Regions from separate parts of the Sus scrofa genome. Here region 1 is linked to region 2. Evidence: chromatin contacts called from public Hi-C data. All regions are on one chromosome and are shown on one strand. Each heading gives the region's core, a stretch centred on a gene start, on an enhancer-like site or on the middle of the called end of the contact. The rest is flanking DNA. Distances are from core to core; before and after follow the strand shown. Region 1 overlaps LOC110255461 (a long non-coding RNA gene). Region 2 holds the start of ADAMTS15 (A disintegrin and metalloproteinase with thrombospondin motifs 15).

Region 1 (2,714 bases), core at 6-2,505, 170 kb after region 2:
TTGATCTCATTGACTTTAGCGACTTGTTCATGATTGCAGAGTCAGTAAGTGATGGATCCAGGCACAAGCTCATGCCTTTGGATCCTAAGACTGGTGCTCTGCTGCATCAAGCATTATTGCCCTTATAGACTCAGTGCTGCAGATAATTTTCCACTTGCGTCTGTCTAGCTGGATGCAGAACCACTGAAGTGGCGAGAAGGTGGTACCTTCCTGTCTAATTGATAGTTTGGGGCCTGAATGTGCTCCTCGGTGGAGCAGTGGAGGTGAATCTTCTTATTCCTGTCTTTGGAGATTTGTAAGCCCAGCTAGTGTGCGATTTTACAAGCACTCTAGCACTTGAAGTTAAGGATCTCCAGTGCTTCCTGGCACTGCCCCATTGAATATAAGAAGCCAAAGTCCACATAAACTTTTGTCGCATAGGTTCTCAGGTACTAGAGAATGCAAAGCACTTGCTGAATAGTGGTCATTAAATGCAGAATGATTCAGGCAGGCAAGCTTAGCCCTAGAAATGCTTTCTGCAGCCTGTCTTTTTTTCCTGCTGGGGGGAGGTTGTGAGTTTCCCCTGCAGGCTGGGGGCTGGGTCCACCTGGGGCAGTGGAGGATGCCCAGAGACAAAGCACTACCTGGTATCTATCAGTCCCTTCTAGCCCCTCTGACAACCTGCCAGGGCTGTGGTGCCTGGCAACCTCCTCCTACTCGCATTCCTGAGCACTGCTGAATCTAGCCCAGCTCAGCTCAGCCTGCCAAGAAGCCCAGCACACAGAGCATGGTGAACTGCCTAGAAGAATGTAGGCACTGAGGCCAGGGCCTGCTTGGGTTTATTATCATTTATTGTGGTGTATTTATTCAATTGTAGTTGTAATTTCTTCTTCATTTTCCTCCCTTGCTCTTGGATGGCTTGTGACAAGACTTTCTGGCATCACATCTAATTACACTATTTTTAAATTCTCCCTTCACTTTCAATCTACCAGCAAATACTTTTCAACAAACTTGATGGGATTAAGACTAAAGTGGCCAGATGGCTTCTTTGTACCGAATTTAGCACTGTCCAGTGATGCCGGGTTTCCAGGGCACAAGGACCTGTTATCCTCTCACTCACTTCCTTGAGCTGCTCAACTTTGTTCTGCCTTTTATATTTACCAAATCTGGAAATGGGTTTAAGGAAACTCACAGATGTTCCTGAGCTAAGAGGAGCCCTGAGACCTTAGGGTTTGGCAGAGAAACGCAGCAGTATGGTGGGAGGGGCCCTGAGTAGTCACCCCTTCATCTCCAAGTTCTGCCTCCTAGAGCCCAGCTAACAAGGTGGGGGTAGGTGGATTATAAGTGTAAGGCTGGGCCTGGGTTTCATGTTCTGTCCTTGCTGTGTTCATTGTCTAAATTTGTTAGAGGATATGAGGGTTTTTTGGTTCCTGCTTAGATGTGTCCATCCACCCAACATTTCCAAAATTCCTCTAATATGCCAGACACTGATATAGAAGTTGGGATTTCATCGTGAGTAAGACAGGCAGTTTTGCCTTCTTTGAACCTGTGGTTTATTTTGGGGGAAAGTATGAAAGAAAGTTGGTCCAGATATTGGTAGAACCCCTCCTTTTTTTCTTGAAAGGGGAATCTTTCATAACCCACAAGGAAACTAGGGGTTTGGGACTTATCCCTATTTCTCCTCCAGAGGTATAGTTTCTTCCTTGTATCTTCAATCTCAGATAGCTTTAACTAGGTGAACACAGGTCATCATTGACTCTTCGTTTCTCAGGCTCCAGCCCATGAATGAGGATGCAAGTGGATCCAATACTGATCAGCAAAATTTGCTGACTGCCAGTTCCCTGTAATGTTAACTAAAGATATTTCTGTAAGATAGGCATAGGCTTTGAACATCAAGCCGCACAGGACAGCGGTCATTAAGAAGGAGGAAGCAGGAGTTCCTGTTGTGGCACAGTGGAAACAAATCCCACTAGGAACCACGAAGTTTCAGGTTCAATCCCTGACCTTGCTCAGTGGGTTGGGGATCTGGTGTTGCCGTGAGCCGTGGTGTAGGTCACAGATGTGGCTTGAATCTGTTGTTGCTGTGGCTGTGGCATAGGCCGGCGGCTACAGCTCCGATTAGACCCCTAGCCTGGGAACCTCCATATGCCACGGGTACGGCCCCGGAAAAGACAAAAAAAAAAAAAAAAAAAAAAAAAAAGGAGGAAGCATAGGAGGGGACCTCTACCATTGCCTTAGCTTATTATCTGGAAAATGTGTTCAGGTCACAATATGGATGAAAGGAACCCAGGCAGGGCATAGTTTTTTCCTTAAGTAAAGAAGATGGAGTTGGGAGCCAAGCCAAGGAAAGCCAAGACAGCTAGAATGAAGGGAAGGTCACCAGAGAGGAGAGACCTGCACCAAGAGAGTCCCCTTCAAGTGTTCAGGTGCGTACTGATCAGGCCAAGCACATGAAAAGACTATGAAGAGCTGGGGAAAGAATCACCTTGAAAGGATTAAAGAAACCCTGTAACAGAGCATCAGCTAGGGTTAGGGTATTTCCTGTTTCCTAAATCCGCAGTTGAAAATCTCCCAATGCAAGGGGAATCAGGGAGAATTTTAAGAAGAGTCTTGCCTCAATAGTGGGGAAGATTACTTCTATACTAACTGCAGCTCTGGTTTCCACCCAACAAAATTTGAATCAAGTTCCAAAAGGGTCAAATGTTTTCAAGTAACTTAGCTATATTCTAGAATCC
Region 2 (2,764 bases), core at 72-2,571:
CAGGGATCGAACCAGCAACCTCATGGTTCCTAGACAGATTCGCTAACCACTGAGCCACAACGGGAACTCCAAGAAGGTGATTTTTATGGAGAGCTAGGGAGGACCTCAAGGTCCAGAGCCTGGAACAGGGCTCTTCAGACCCCCTCAGATGAAATGGGAACCCTTGGCCTGATGGTCTCGTCCCACCTATGCACACCCAGCCTCCCACCCCAGTGTCCTCCATATACTTGGTCAAGGGTCAAATGAAAGAATGTCAGGGAGGAAGGATTTTTTCTGGATGATTACTTTTTTACTGTCCACAGTGCTTCGGCCCCTCCCTGGTGGGAAGACCATCTCTTTCCCCACAGCACCCCAGGCACTGATGGTCAGTGCTGGACACAGTCCCCCCCCCAAGCCCTGAGTGGCACTGTTTGCCCATGTCAGTGGTATAAACATTCCCACAGGACCTGTTCCAAGCTCCTGTCCTGCCGCCCCTGCCCTGGGAGATGGGGAAGGCCACACACTCAATCCTACCATCCACTCCCGCACCTCTGCTCTCCTTCCTGGTGCTGGCCGCTGTCCTGGAGGGCTAGTGGTTCCCAAGGTGTAAGAGCTCAGGTAATTATGCTCAAATAATTAGGAAGTGATGGAGTTTATTACTAAGCATAGGTTATAACTATACATCCATATAATTAAAAATTTTAATAATGACTGTGTTTAATAGCTGACAGGCAAAGTTCTTGAAAATTAACCATTTGCACCAGCCCATCCAGCACACCCTTGCCCCCAGGGCGGACTGTGGGTCTGGGCAGCCGTACCTTCCAGAAGGTCTCTCCATGTGCCCAGCAATGTGCCCTTCTGGCAGCAGGAGCACATTTACAGGGAGTCCTTGGTTCTGGGACTTTTAGGGGACACTGCGATGAGGAAAGAGCAGGGATATTGTAATAGAAGGGATAAGGGGGTTCAATGGCAGTCTTCATTTCCAACTTCTGAGCCCTACTGCCTTGAGCTAAAGGCTGAGGCCCAGGGAGCGGCCAGATGTGGGTCCCGGCTGATGTGTGGGGCATGGGGCGGAGGGGAGGTGCGGAGGAGGCATAGCTTGAAAGCACAACGTGAATCCAGACTCCAGAGCTAGTTTCTCCGGCCAGCCCACGCCTCCCGCCTCAGTTCAACGCCACTCCCTCCCCGCCAAGTGGCTCTCAGCTCTGGAGGCGGGACCGAGTTCTTCGGTGGCCCCAGGAGGCTGCAAGCTTTGGGAGGCTGGGAGGGGAGAGAGGGAGGGCGCTGACTGGGCAGTCCAAAGAGGAGGGGGCCTTTAATAGGCTCGCCGCGCCTGGTTTGCGGCGCTGCGAGTGGCTGCGGTTCGGAGAAGCGGCCCGGCACCTCCCTCTAGTTCTCGGCTGCAAATCTTCGTCTTTGCACTTGACAGCGATTGTACTTAAGCTCCCAGGGCGCGCTTTGCCTGGAAAGGCACAGGTAGGCGGCGCGGGCAGCCCGGTGCGCGCTCACTGCCCTGGGAGGATCCTCCCTCCCTGGGCTCTCCTTTCTGGGAGCTGCGGGCGGCCCCGGGAGTCGGTGGTTCTGGCGTGCGGGCTTCAGGAAGACGGTGCCGGCTGCCGGGGAGCCGAGTCGAGCCCTTCCGAGAGCGCGGCTCTGCGCTGCCCGGCGCCATGCTTCTGCTGGGCATCTTAACGCTGGCTCTCGCCGGGGCACCGGCTGGCGGCTCAGAGCCAGAGCGGGAGGTGGTGGTCCCCATCCGACTGGACCCGGATATCAACGGCCGCCGCTATTACCGGCGGGGTCCCGAGGACTCAGAGGATCAGGGACTCATTTTTCAGATCACAGCATTTCAGGAGGATTTCTACCTACACCTGACGCCAGATGCTCAGTTCCTGGCACCCGCTTTCGCCACAGAGCATCTGGGCGTCCCCCTCCAGGGACTCATCGAGAGCTCCCCGGACTTGCGACGTTGTTTCTACTCTGGAGACGTGAACGCGGAGCCAGACTCTTTTGCTGCTGTGAGCCTGTGCGGGGGGATACGCGGAGCCTTCGGATACCGAGGCGCTGAGTATGTCATTAGCCCGTTGCCCAATGCCAGCGCGCCGACGGCGCAGCGCAACAGTCAGGGCGCACACCTCCTCCAGCGCCGGGCCGCCCCCGGCGGGCCTCCTGGAGATCCTACCTCTCGCTGTGGGGTGGCCTCAGGCTGGAACCCCGCCATTCTGCGGGCCCTGGACGCTTACAAGCCTCCGCGGATAGGCTTAGGGGAAGATCGCAGCCGGCGCAGGTCCGGGCGCGCCAAGCGCTTCGTGTCTATCCCGCGATACGTGGAGACGCTGGTGGTGGCAGACGAGTCCATGGTCAAGTTCCACGGCGCGGACTTGGAGCATTATCTGCTGACGCTGTTGGCCACGGCGGCGCGACTCTACCGCCATCCCAGCATCCTCAACCCCATCAACATCGTCGTGGTCAAGGTGCTGCTTCTTGGAGACCGCGACACAGGGCCCAAGGTCACGGGCAACGCGGCCTTGACGCTGCGCAACTTCTGCGCGTGGCAGAAGAAGCTGAACAAAGTGAGTGACAAGCATCCTGAGTACTGGGACACCGCCATCCTCTTCACCAGGCAGGTGAGTTGATCTGTCACCTCTTTGGACCCAGATAGCCCCCATTCTATTGGGGTCACCGCCCTTAGCTCTCCAAATGCCCTTTGTGCCGCGCAATGTTTAAATTTCGTTGATCTCTTCCGACTGCCACTTTGGATCTTCCGGATGCACGTGGGCGGGCA

What was found. Hi-C and Micro-C count contacts between places; a contact is called where the count stands out from the background.
Region 1: a Hi-C map of retroperitoneal adipose tissue shows a contact between it and region 2, with 1.7 times the contacts expected there. The contact joins the enhancer-like site here to the promoter of ADAMTS15 in region 2. A contact is called at or near these places in 5 of 47 Hi-C or Micro-C datasets (embryonic fibroblasts, epiblast stem cells, retroperitoneal adipose tissue and 2 more) and 1 of 2 datasets of contacts at active chromatin or transcription factors (skeletal muscle).

Annotation. Positions count from the first base shown.
Region 1 is chr9:57,296,961-57,299,674 of Sscrofa11.1, forward strand. All of the region lies in intron 1 of LOC110255461 (a long non-coding RNA gene), which reads left to right. Among named protein-coding and RNA genes, the nearest start is that of ADAMTS15, 170 kb to the left of the region's middle. Within about 2 kb of position 1,256, at least 13 of the 83 cell types and tissues checked have an H3K27ac peak or open chromatin away from gene starts, as enhancers often do. A contact at or near this core is called in retroperitoneal adipose tissue, where this site is marked.
Region 2 is chr9:57,126,206-57,128,969 of Sscrofa11.1, forward strand. It overlaps ADAMTS15 (A disintegrin and metalloproteinase with thrombospondin motifs 15), which reads left to right and starts at 1,322. Exons shown (of 8, transcript XM_003130081.4): 1 at 1,322-2,606. The coding sequence starts at 1,650.